Linked DNA regions of Callithrix jacchus: region 1 is linked to region 2. The links are chromatin contacts, called in public Hi-C maps. All regions are on one chromosome and are shown on one strand. Each heading gives the region's core, a stretch centred on a gene start, on an enhancer-like site or on the middle of the called end of the contact. The rest is flanking DNA. Distances are from core to core; before and after follow the strand shown.

Region 1 (6,319 bases), core at 992-3,491, 35 kb after region 2:
ACCCTGGCCCCAGCCTCCCTTGAGACCTGGAGGCAGAGGCACCCAGCTGAGCTGCCCTGGAACCAGGTCCACAGAAATTGAGTGATGATCAGTGTCCACTGCTGGAAGCCGTACGTTAGGTAGTGTTGTCACACAGCTGCCTCCAGGCCCGGGGCTGCCCCTCCCGCCCCCAGCTTACATGGGCCACACTGGCCTCCTTTCTCACTCTTCTGGCCAAGCTCACTTCTGCCTCCCAGCCCTGCCTGCTGAGGCTTCTCCAGTACACTGCCCCAGACTCGTGCAGGGCTGGCCCCCGCTTTGACATCTGCCACGGCACAGATGTCCCCTTAGCAAGGCCTCTCAGGCCCCAGCCCCACCAGCAGCACCAGCATTATTTTTGCTGTAGCACTTGCTTTTCTCTTTTTTTGCCCATTTGCTTTTATGCCCTGTCGATCACCCCTCCAGACTGCCAGCTCCGGAGGGCAGGCCCACCTGGGTCATTTTCAGAGCCATGCCTAGGCCCAATGCTGCACCCAGGGTGAGTGCTTGGGCACACCTGCTGAAGGGAAAGAGGAGGCTCTGAGAGCCCCCTCCTGCCTCTGAGCAGCTAACTTTGTGGAGAAGGATGCTTGTAATGGGGGGTGTGCGTTGGGTGGAGGCCGGGGTCTCCCAGAGGGACCTTGTGGGGCTCTCCCCGGCTTCAGTTGCTCCGTGGAGCGCAGTGGGCACTGCCTCCCCCTGGTGGCCGGCACTAGCACAGCAGCCTCAGGCCGAAAACGCAGAAAACAAAACACACACCTTTGTTTGGGTGTTGTCAAGGTAGCAGCTCTCCTGGGTCCCAGGGGGTCAAAGGAGAGGAACCTGCAGTCTCTGGGGGTAATTCAAGGAGCCTCAGAAGCTTCATTTGCTCCCCTCTTTCCCTCTGCTGGCTCTGGGGTGTCCAGTTCACTCATGAGGCCTCCTCACTCCAATCAGGACAAGGCTCTGGCCCCACTTCCAAACAAGAACCCTGAGGCTCCAACAAGGACGGTCTTGTCCCAGAAGAGTGGTCCAGTGCTTGGCCAGGCTCTGCAGCCCCCAGGCTTCTCTAGCTCAGAAGGACCTCCAAAGAAGGCATTTTCCACAGACCTCGCTGGGTAGGGGGGATATCCCCAATGGAGACCTAAGGCCGACACATCTAGAGCCTGTGGGACCCTTGGGGTCACCCAGCCAAACTTTCCAATTTATAGAGTAGGAATCTGAGGCTTCCTTTCCTCTAGCCCTGTCTGCACGGAAGGGGTCTTTTCCTACTTCCAAGTGATCACAGAGGCAAACCGAGAACCACACAATCTGTCATCTCCAGGCTGCCCTGGGGTGGCTCCAGTCCAGACAGACCCTGGGAACCTTGGGGGAACCCGTGCCCATCAGCCTGGCGTGTGTCCCCCCCCTGGCCCCCGTGTAGTGGCCCCGAGCATGTTGCTGGGGACTGGATGCCCCTGCCCACGGCAGAGCAGCCCCTGCCCTCTTTCTTCTTTCCCCATAGCCACCTCCCCAGCGACCCGTCCTACTCTGAGCCCCAGGAAGTGCATGGTGTGTGTGTCTGCGTGTCCGTGCGCGTGTATGCGCAGGCCTGCGCCTGTGCGTGCGCGGAGATGCCCAGGCAAAAGAGCCCACATGAAAGGAGGGCAGAGGTCCCCAGGATCTTAGGGGCTGTCAGTCCCAAAGCAGACCCCATGGGAAGGGTGAGCTGAGCCCTGCCTGGACTAAGAGGCCGGAACTGTCCCTTCTCCTCTGGATTCCGCCCACTTCGTGTGCCCAGGCCAGTCCCTGCCCCTCTCCTGTCCTCAGTTTCCCTACTGTCCCGGGCGGGGTTGGACGCGGAGCTGCGTCAGCGCGCGCTCAGCGTGGACGCGGCGCCGGGCTCCCTCTCCACGGTGGGTGTGGGCGGGGGCGTGCGGTCCTCCCTCCACCCGCGACACTACGCGGGGCCCCGGCCCAGGCCGGGGCCGGCGGGCACTCACCTGGCAATCTACCATCATCCTCAGCCTCTACGGCTCATCGCCGGCCCCAGGGCGGGGCTCGGGGCTGGCAGAGGCCGCTCGCCTCGGCCCGCGCGCGGCGCAGGGGTGCGCCCGGCTGCGGGGCTCATGGCGTGGCCTCCGGTCCCCACCGGGCCCAGGGCTCCGCGGCCCTCGCTGCCGCCCCTGCCGCCGCCAGCGCCGCTCCCATTGTCTGCGCCGCGCCGCGCCGCGCTCCGGCCTCTCGGGCCCCGCTGTTCGGTTCCGCCCCGGCTCCCGGGGCTCGGGCCGGGGTGGGCGGGGACAGCCGCGGCCCCGCCCCAGCCCACCCGCAGGTGCGAGGGGCGCGCCCCGCCGCGCGAGCTCGGGGGCGCGCTCAGGCCTCCCTCCCGCGTACGGACGCGGGTGGTCCCCGCGAGGGGCAGACGGGCCCAGTGTCCAAGGCCGGACGCGCGCACGGGGCCTGCACGGGACCGCGGACAGCGCGTGCACGTCACCCCGCCTCGCCGCGCGCACGCGCCACGCAACAAGCGCTGTGTGCGGCCGATCTCACGTGTCCCTCCGCCTCTGCCGCCTGCTCAGTACTCCCCACCCCGCTAGGACCTAGGGCCACCCTCGCCCCAGCCGGGGGGCCGCTGTATCGGCGCGTGGGCGTCACCAAATATACAGGCTCACCCTGTCGCCCAGCACTCCAATGCCACCTGCTGGACTCGGCTTGGTGGATGGCTGGGAGCTGGGTGACAAGAGGTGACAGCGGACTCAGCCTAGGCGGCGAGAAAGGTCGCCCCTTCCTCACCTCCCTCCTTGTCTTCCCTGACAGAACCCGGGGCCACCAGCTGCAGCCCCAGCTGGTGTAAGTTGCAGCTCCAGGGAGCCTGGTGGGGAGGGGGTCACACCGAGGTTGAGCGAGTGTTGGGGGTAGTCACTGTTATTAGGGCTCATTGACTTCGTCTCTTTTTATTATTTGTTTTTTGAGACAGTCTGGCTCTTGTTGACCAGGCTGCAGTGCAGTGGTGAGAACTCAGCTCACTATAACCTCCACCTCACAGATTCAAGAGATTCTCCTTCGTCAGCCTCCCAAGTAGCTGGGGTTACAGGGCAAGCCACCACGCCTGGCTAATTTTTGTATTTGCAGTAGAGATGGGGTTTCATCATGTTGGTCCGGCTGGTCTTGAACTCCTGACCTCAGGTGATCTGCCCACCTCGGCCTTCCAAAGTGTTGGGATTACAGGCGTGAGCCACTGTGCCCAGCTTCATCCCGTTGAGTATCAGAGCTGAGGCACCAGCACTGCGTGCCACTCAGCTCTAAGTGACCAAGCCTTGCTGTGTGTGGTGATCCCCACTTCATGGCTCTTCCCAGTCACTCATCCCTGAGCTGGTCATCAGAGGCCTCATCCTGTGTTGGGGTCTCGCTGGCCAGGTATCCCCTGAGTCCCACACTTGGACTCCATTTATATTTATCTTCCTGCTGGGACAGACCTGCAGTGACCCCTGCCTCATTGCCTGGCATTCAGAACGCTGTGTGACCTGGTCCCTATACCCCAATCCAGGCTCCTGGGGCCATCCTGACCCAGGAACCCCATCAAGCCCCTGCCTCGCTCAGAGCCCCTCCCAGCACCCCCACCGTGTCCTCCTCCACAATGTACTCACCTTCAGAGCCGCACTCCTCCCAACCCTGTGCAGCCACAGCCTTGAACCCAGATGACTTGGGTTCAAACTCACAGCTGGACCACATCACTGATAAGCTCATGGTGACCTCTCAGAGTCTCAGTTTCCTCTACTGAAAATGGGCCAGTGACTCCCACCCTGGGAGGGTATGCCAGGGATAAAGCTGGGTGCAAGTGGGGTGAGGGGGGTGGAGAGGGAGGTTCTCCCCTGCTAGGCAGAGCTACCCAGGCCTCAGAGTCTGCTGTTACCTCGGGTCCCCAGGTCCCAGCCTGTAATCCCAGCACTTTGGGAGGCTGAATCACTTGAGGTAAGGAGTTTGAGACCAGCCTGACCAACATGGTGAAACCCTGTCTCTACTTAAAATACAAAAATTGGCTGGGTGTGGTGGGCACCTGTAATCCCAAGTACTCAGGAGGCTGAGGCAGGCGAATCGCTTGAACCCAGGAGGTGGAGGTTGCAGTAAGCTGAGATCGCGCCACTGCAATTCCAGCCTGGGTGACCAGAGTGAAACTCGGTCTCAAAAAAAAAGTTAAAAAATAAAACCACCCTAGCTAGGGTCGAACACACAGCACCTTTATTATAAACTACCCCAAACCCCTTAAGAAGGAGGTGGCTAGTCCCCTGAGAGTGTGGCTCACCTGGGGGTGCAGGAAACCAGAGGGAGCCTAGACTTGCTCCATTTCAAAGGCTTGCTCTGGGGGCCTGAGTGAAGAATTGGCTACATGTGGCTATGGGACATCAAGGGACCCAGGACCCCTGGGACCAGAGAAAAGGGGCCTAGGGCACCTTCACCCTAGGGTATTAGAAATGCAATGTTAAGGGCAATATGCAATAAACGGGGGGCTGGCGCAGTGGGGTTCAGGCACTGAGTCAGGCTGAAGTTTCACAGCCTGCCCCGCAAAGGCACAGCTGCAGAACGCAGCCAGCTTTCCAGGCCTGCTTTGTAACCGCACCTCCCCTCCCCGCCCCCATGGCTCTTCTGCCACATTACTGTGTGATCTTGTGTTCTACTGTGTGCACAGCCCTCTGCAGTTCATAGTGGCCTTTCCACATCCATTGTCCAGCTGAATTCACCTGACTGACAGAGGTAGGCGGGACAGGTCTGACGTGAGCTGAGCACTGGTGGCTGCAGGGCTTTGGGTCTTTATCCGTGGCAGCTCCAGCTCTGTGCTCAGCTCCTCAGGCAGCTGATATCCTTGACCAGGGTAGAAAAGCGGATCAGCTTCAGGCTGGGTGGCTGGGGCTTCCTGTCATCCCAGAGGTACTCGGGGGACAGGACCTTGGATGGCTTATTTGAGATGAAGTGACGGTTCAGGTGGCTTTCCTCCTGCCAGGCTGCCATGACGCCATTGGCCTTGTCCGCCAGGATGGCCATGTGGCAGCTCCTGGTAAACTCATATACCCGGGCCACCTGCCCCCCAAAGACCGCCCCACCATAATAGAAGTCCCCTTCGCTGTCTGCCACAAAGGCAGTGGAAACACGCCTGCGCTCGTAGGGGAACTGCTGGCGGGGTACGGCGTAATAGCCAGGGTGAATGGCAGCCACCAGGTCTCCCAAGGTCTCAGGGCCCCATGGGTTCCGAAACACCATGTCCACATCAAGGCAAAAGAGGTAGTCCACCTCCCGGTGAGCCCTCTTGGCAATGTGCTGGCTGATGGTCTCCATCCGGCGCATAGAAATCTCCTCCCAGTGGGAGTGACCCTGGATGGGGATGGTGCCGAGGAGCCGGTGGGGCCCCAGAGGGACCCGGGGAATGGCTGCGGGATTGTCAGTGAAGACGTAGTAGTGCACCCAGTACCCCCGCATGAAGAACTCCTCGGCTGACTCCAGGAAGGACTGGACGAAGTGAGTGTACCTAGTGATGATAACCCAGTCATCCACCGCTACCCCAGCAGCCTGCCTGGGTCCCCACTGTGTTCTGGGGTCAGCCAGGCTGGGGGCCACTTCCCAGCTCCCCATCTCAAGATGTCACTCTGCGCTGACCCTCTGGGTTCTCATTTGTCCAATTCCCAAGATGCTAGTACCAGCCTCTTTTTTTTTTTTTTTTTTTGAGACGGAGTTTCACTCTTGTTACCCAGGCTGGAGTGCAATGGCGCGATCTCGGCTCACCGCAACCTCCGCCTCCTGAGTTCAGGCAATTCTCCTGCCTCAGCCTCCTGAGTAGCTGGGATTACAGGCACGCGCCACCATGCCCAGCTAATTTTTTGTATTTTTAGTAGAGACGGGGTTTCACCATGTTGATCAGGATGGTCTCGATCTTTTGACCTCGTGATCCACCCACCTCGGCCTCCCAAAGTGCTGGGATTACAGGCGTGAGCCACCGCGCCCGGCCTTAATACCAGCCTCTTATAGCTGTTGTAAGCATGTCCCTGGTAGAGATTCTTATGCTCCTGGACCAGGGGAACTTTTATTGAGCAATTTCTAGGTGCCCAGCAACATTCTAAGAATTCTTATGATCTTTGATCTTCATAAGCTACCTTAAAGCTTGCCTGTTTTATAGGCAGGAACACTGAGGATCATTATAGAGAAGAAAGCAGCCAAGAAGCAGGTGAGTGGAGGAGTCAAGGGAAGGCGAGTTGTGCTAGAATCTGGGGGCATGGAGAGGGTGTGGTTGACACAGCCCCGCCCCCAGGCCAAAACTCATTGGACAAGGGGGTCACCTGCCCCAGTGGGC
Region 2 (6,317 bases), core at 3,004-5,503:
GGGGACCACAAGAAGCGTGGGAGCCAGGGTTGTGCCCAGCCGGCCCCAGCCCCAGCCCCATGCACTTTCCCACTATTCAGTCCCTTCCTCTTGGCTCAAAGCTCACTCACTTTTTAAGTTGGTCCTGGGGTCCACCATCCTCATCGGAGTAGGGGAGGATGCATCCATATCTAGAGGAGGCCGTGAGGGCATCACATCTACCGTACCTGCTTACGACGTCTAGTGTTACCGTCTGACTCTCCGACTAGAACGGAGGCCCAGGAGGGCAGGAACTTTTCTGCTTTTTTCACCAAATTATACTAAATGCCTAGAAAAGGGCCCGCGCATAGTAGGTGCTTCATACACTTGTTCAACAAATGAGCCCCAACCAGCTCCTTCCCAGCTGAGCGGCCCTTGGGCTCCTCCAACAACCCCCAGATAGACTCTGGAATGTCCTTGACAAGTGGGAAACTATTTTGCCCAAGGCCACGTACAAGTGAGGCTTGGGGCAGAGAGCTTCCCCACGGGGGACAGGATAAATCATAAATATGAGCACTGCAGACCAGCAGCCCATTCCCTAGGGCCAGATGTTGGGGAAGTGCTTTCCACAGCTCATCCCACCCAGGCCTGACAACCCCATGAGGTCCTCTTAGCACCCAGTTTCTTCTCGTAGGAGCAAAGTGAAGTTCAGAGAGGTGAAGCAGCATTGCCAAGACCCACGGCCAGGTGGGGGAGGGGCCGCGGTGGACCCTGCGCAGTGGAAGGCACGTGCTCACCTTTTGAACAGCAGGTCCAGGACCTGCTGGGTGGTGGTGAAGGCTCTGTAGGTACACAGAAAGATGGTGACGTAGGAGAGGTCGCTGCCCTGGAAGGCGGGCACCAGGTGCTCCACCAGCTTCTCCAGCGTGCCAGCCTTCACAGTCCGCACCTTGCAAGTCTCATAAAGGTTCAGGGCCGACTCATTCTCATACTGAGGAGGGATGGACAGTCAGTGACAGCACACAAATCTGGAGCTCAGATGGAACCCCAAGCCCTCAGTGGTGTGTGGCAAAAGGAAGGACTGGGTGTCTAGCAGAAAAAGGTTATCAGCTTTAAAAGAATTTCAGGCCAGGTGTGGTGGCTCAAAGAGGTAATCCCAGCACTTTGGGAGGTTGAGGTGGGAGCATCATTTGAAGCCAGGAGTTTGAGACCAGCCTGGGCAACAAAGTGAGACCCCTATCTCTATAAAAAATTGTTTACAAATTTAAAAATTAGACAGGGAGCCGGGCGCAGTGGCTCACACCTATCATCCCAGCCCTTTGGGAGGCAGAGGCGGGTGGATCACCTCAGGTTGGGAGTTTGCGACCAGCCTGACCAACATGGTGAAACCCCGTCTCTACTAAAAATACAAAATTAGCAGGGTGTGGTGGCACGTGCCTGTAATCCCAGCTACTCACGAGGCTGAGGCAGGAGTATCTCTTGAACTAGGGAGGCGGAGGTTGTGGTGAGCCGAGATCGCACCATTGCACCCCAGCCTGGGCAACAAGAGTGAAAAAATTCCTAAAGTAGAATTTGAGGTGCGGGAATGATTAAAATACTAACACCTTCGGGTCCTTGTTAGCTGAGTAATGGTAGCTGCCCTGTGGGAGGAGTGTCATCTGAGAGTTCTACCAAAACATCCCCATTTTTTTTTTTTTTTTGAGACAGTTTTGCTGTCACCCAGGCTCACCAGGATCTCAGCTCACTGCAACCTCCACCTCCTGGGATCGAACAATTCTCATGTGTCAGCCTCCCAAGTAGCTGGGACTACAGGCACGCGCCACCACGCCCAGCTAATTTTTGCATTTTTAGTAGAGACGGGGTTTCACCATGTTGACCAGGCTGGTCTCAAACTCCCGACCTTAGATGATCCTCCTGCCTTGGCCTCTCAGAATGCTGGGATTACAGGCGTGAGCCACCACGCCCGGCTCCCGTGGTACTGTTGAAGTGGCCTCAGAGGAATCACAGTGATCCCACAGCCACAAGAAGCTGAACTGCTACAGTGGCTCCAGCCTCCCTTCTGGAATATTACCCGGCTGAGTTGCCCGGCTCTCAACCTGGAGGAAGCCCAGGAATGTGTTCTGGGAGAGGGCAATTTATAGACACCAAACAGCCTGAAGCGCTGTTCTTGGTGAAGACAGCCCCACTACAAGTCTGGGAGAAGGCATGGAGGGTGGTGAGGCTGATGGCTGCACATCCGGGGAAGGGAGATCAAATGGGAAAATTTGGCCGGGCTCAGGGTTCACGCCTATAATCCCAGAACTTTGGGAGGCCGAGGTGGGTGGATCACCCGAGGTCAAGAGATTGAGACCATCCTGGCCAACATGGTGAAACCCCATCTCTACTAAAAATACAATAATTAGCCGGACGTGGTGGCACCTGCCTGCAATCCCAGCTACTTGGGAGGCTGAGGCAGGACAATCACTTCAACCTGGGAGGCAGAGGTTGCAGTGAGCCTAGAATGCACCATTGCACTCCAGCCTGGATGACAAGAGTGAAACTGTCTCAAAAAAGGAAAAAACAAAAAACAAATGGGAAAACTTGCTGCAGAAAACCTGACCAAGCCTGGGCTGGGCAGTGGGGGCCCGGAAGACAGTGAGGGCTGTTTCCTTCAGTATCAGAACTGTGGGGCCCTCATGAGGCAAAGCCCTGGTGGGGGGATTCCCAGCTGCGTCTCATGGTGGAGACCTGGAGCGCACTCACCCCAAGCCAGCGCTGGCCCTTGTTGGCTCCGTGGTGCAGCTGCACCTTGCGCAGGGAGATGGAGTAGATGACTCCGTTGATCAGCTCCTCGCCGATCTCCTGTGTGGAGCTCTGTGAAGACAGTGCCCGGCAGCCGGGCGTGGGGACGTCAGGGGCCTGCCCGGCCACCGTGCAGGGGGGGATGGCCCTCTGCAGCCTGTTCCCCAGATAGAACACAGACTAGAGGCCGCACAGACCCACAGCCCGGGGTGAAAGGAGATCACGGATCAAGGGCCTGGGCTTAACATGGGCACAGAAGGCCACTGTCATGGCAGGCCACTTCTCCCACCCAGCCAGCCATGGCCTGGGATTCGAACATGATGGGTCCACCAGTCCTCCAATCCCCTATTAACTGGCTCTGGCTCCTGCCCAGGACTGGCCTGCTCTCAAGCCATCCGCTTCCATGGTGGGGACTGTTGTTCAGCCATTTCACAGATGGGTAAATGGAGGCTGGGAGAGGAGCAACTGTTTCCAAGGTCATGTTACCAAGGGTAAGTGGTAAGGCGGGGATCCCAGGGCTCTGACACAGCTGAATGATCCAGGCAGCTGTGCCCTGAGAGAAGGTCCCCCCATGTCCCCAGGGCCCGAGGCCCATGGCCGTCCTCACACTCACCCCTCCTCTGCCCAGCCTGGGGGGCCCCGGCTGACCCCATAGCAGTGGGCAGCTCCTCCAGGCCCAGCACTGGCGTGTCAGCAGCACAGGTCTGGGCTGGTGTGGGGCACTCCCGACGGCCGCAGCCCAGCCACTTCCTTCCCCTCTGCTCATTCATGCCCTCATGGCTGCTTGGGCAATGGGAGTTCCCAGTTCCCCAACCGTCATCATGTGAGTGGGCAGTCTGAGAGGTGCCGGTGCTGGTATCCAGGCAAATGCTGGGGTTCCACAGAGCCCCAAACCACAGGCCTAGGCTAGAACAGGAAGGGGGGCATCTGGCTCCGGGCAGTCAGGAAAGGCCCTTGTCCTAGGAGACAAAGACTCCCCCAACCTGGCAGGCTGGCCTTGGTCACTTAGCCGCAATGACCCCCGACCTGACAGCCCCTGGTGCCATCTGCTCTGTCCAGGGACGGGATGAGCTCGCAGAGGAAGAGGAGCTGGGGTAGGGGTAAGGACACCGACCTGTGAGTTTAGGAAGGAGCTGGGAGGTACTGGCCTGGTCCAGGTTCATTAACCCACAGTCAGTGCCCCAACCCGGGTGGGTGTGGAGCTGAGAGACAGTGCTGACTCAAGCCCTTCCCTCAGCCCCAGCAGGAGCCAGGCAGACTGTCTAATGCTGTGGATGGGACCCTGGCCGCCTGCCTCCGGCCCCCCTTCAGAGGCCCAGGAGCCATGCTGGAAGTGCACTTCCTCTGACCCGAGGTCACCCTGCCGCTCCAGGCTTCATACCAACAGGAAGGCTGCAGGTGTCATGCTGGGCTCCTGACTGCCACTGCCACTGCCTCTGGACGGAGGGTCAGCCTATTTCTTGGAAGTTAGCAGGGAACCCACAGGCACATTCAAACCCACAAACAGCCACTGACAGGAAAACAGACATATGCTCACCCCCCTTTTCCTGACTCACATCTCTCTCCTGCCTAGAAAATCGTCGCTCGGAGAAGAAAAGCATTAGAGGTTACAGTGACCAGGGCACCCAGCCACCCTGGCTGCCTCGGGTCCCAGACTGCCTTCTGTGAAGGCCTCTGGCTCAACTGGGAGGGTTGGTCTCCCTCGGGGATTTTGGCCATATCTGGACCAGCTGGGAGGCAGACAGTATCCTGAGTGCCCAAGTCACTGGCGGAGGCTCTGAGGTCTCGTGCAGGACAAGCCCGCCACAGGGGATTGGACATTAACTCCTGGGGAGCCTGGCACAGCACCCAGGTCCTGGCAGAGCACCATCAGTGCCTGCTGGACAGAGGTGTCCCCGGCCAAGCCAACCCCCAGGAGGGGCTGAAGCCAGGTGGCCTTGGCCATCTCTGAGCTGGTCTAGATGGCAGCTGGCCCAGCCCTGCTTGGTGTCATGTGACATCCCTGCACCCTCCCCTACCCCGGAGGCCCTCTTCTGCCAGGTGGTGGCAAGGGATGCAGGCCCAATGCTAAGAGCACGCATGCTTGGGGTGAGGGAGCTGCCACTCTGTCACAGTCGGGGAGACGCTCTAGCCTGCGTGGAGCCGGCCTGTCCTCTCTGTCTTGTCGCAGCAGCCGCAGGCAGGGAACCAGACCATACAGCTATGTGGAGCACAGGCACCATTTAAACTGCCTGCTAAGATGGCAGAGGTGCAGGCTCCAGAGCAAGCTCTCCTGGGGTCTGCGCACAAAGCAGCAGAGGGGGGCCTCTATCCCTTGCTCTGACTCCCCCACAGGACATAGAAAGCAAGCAGCCGACAGACCTGGCCGCTGCCCCAGGACCCTCTGCAGCAGAAAGGCAGGGATCCAGCACCCACAGGCCACCCTGAGTCACTCTGTTAGCAGAGCAGACAGCCCACAGGGTGCTCTGGCTGGGAGTTCCAAGAAGGAGTAGGACGGCCTAGTAAACAGCTGATGCAGAGAAAACGCCTTCCCCCAGGGCAGGCGCCCGGGCAGCCGCTCTGAGCTGACTACTGGGAGGAGAAGAGAATGCCACGTGCCTGGCTGTGTCCTCAGGACACTCCCGCTTGTCCCACCCCCAGCAGGCATGCTGATGTCCCTGGGCTCTGGGACCCAGTCGGCAGCTGTGCCTGCGAACACACGGCCTGGCCTAACATTTGGGTCAGTGCAGTGAGGGTGGCATGACGGCACGGGGTCCCTAGTGAGCAGGGCCCCCACACTCCAGTGTCCCCAGGGACACAGCACAGAGCCCTGAAGATAAGGAGGGAAAACAGGGCCTGGGTGGCATCTAGTAAGTGTGTCACCTGATCAGCCTTCTCAGAGTGACAGGCCAGCAGGATGCCGTGTCCCTGGCTGATGGAGGAAGCCACAGGCCCAGCCCAGAATCCCTCTGGGTAGAATAGTGAGGGTCTTGAGGGGTCCCACGGGGCCTGCCGCACCCCTGCCATCTCCCCACCAAGGCCAATGGCACCTCCTCTCAGCATCCACCCCCTGGTGCCGCTGTGGACTCAGACACCTTTCCTCTGAAATCATAACTAGTGCCCCCTACCACCCCCCACACCCCCACCACAGGGATGGCTCCAGGAACTCGAGGGCCCCTCCCAAGGAGACCTGGCTGAGGGCTGAAGTAGAGTGAGGAGCCCAGCAGCCCTGCACCACGCGCTGCTCTGCCCCGGGCCGCCCGGGCCCAGTGCATGGAAAGAGCCTCCATGTGCGTGAGATGGTCCTGGGGGAACTCCCACACCCCTCCGAGCTGCTGCTCAGGTCCCAGTCAGCAGAGGTCACCTGGGGCGCTTGCCAGCCCCCTACAGTTCTAGCCCACCACACGGCAGTTCACCGTCTCAAGGGTCCAGCTCCCAGCTCTGCCCAGCCCCTCGACCCTTGGCCCTGGGGAGGACAGCAACAGCTCTCACAGGCGACAGTGGGGGTCAAGAGAGAACGCATGCAGCTTGGTGACTGACAGCTGATGGGGTGGCTGGGAAACACTGACACCACAGCCCCCAGGGCCGGCGATGGACAC

What was found. A called contact is a pair of places that touch in the nucleus more often than the background predicts.
Region 1: a Hi-C map of skeletal muscle shows a contact between it and region 2, with 5 times the contacts expected there. The contact joins the promoter of RALGDS here to the enhancer-like site in region 2. A contact is called at or near these places in 3 of 3 Hi-C or Micro-C datasets (induced pluripotent stem cells and skeletal muscle).

What each region holds. Positions count from the first base shown.
Region 1 is chr1:181,728,746-181,735,064 of calJac240_pri, forward strand. RALGDS (ral guanine nucleotide dissociation stimulator) reads right to left here and starts at 2,242. Exons shown (of 18, transcript XM_035261710.3): 1 at 1,980-2,242. The coding sequence starts at 1,997. GBGT1 (globoside alpha-1,3-N-acetylgalactosaminyltransferase 1 (FORS blood group)) reads right to left here. Exons shown (of 7, transcript XM_078330814.1): 7 at 4,197-5,500. The coding sequence starts at 5,451. The coding sequence ends at 4,816.
Region 2 is chr1:181,691,363-181,697,679 of calJac240_pri, forward strand. It overlaps RALGDS (ral guanine nucleotide dissociation stimulator), which reads right to left. Exons shown (of 18, transcript XM_035261710.3): 2 at 2,701-2,811; 3 at 756-949; 4 at 111-170. Among named protein-coding and RNA genes, the nearest start is that of RALGDS, 36 kb to the right of the region's middle. Within about 2 kb of position 4,254, at least 13 of the 16 cell types and tissues checked have an H3K27ac peak or open chromatin away from gene starts, as enhancers often do. A contact at or near this core is called in skeletal muscle, where this site is marked.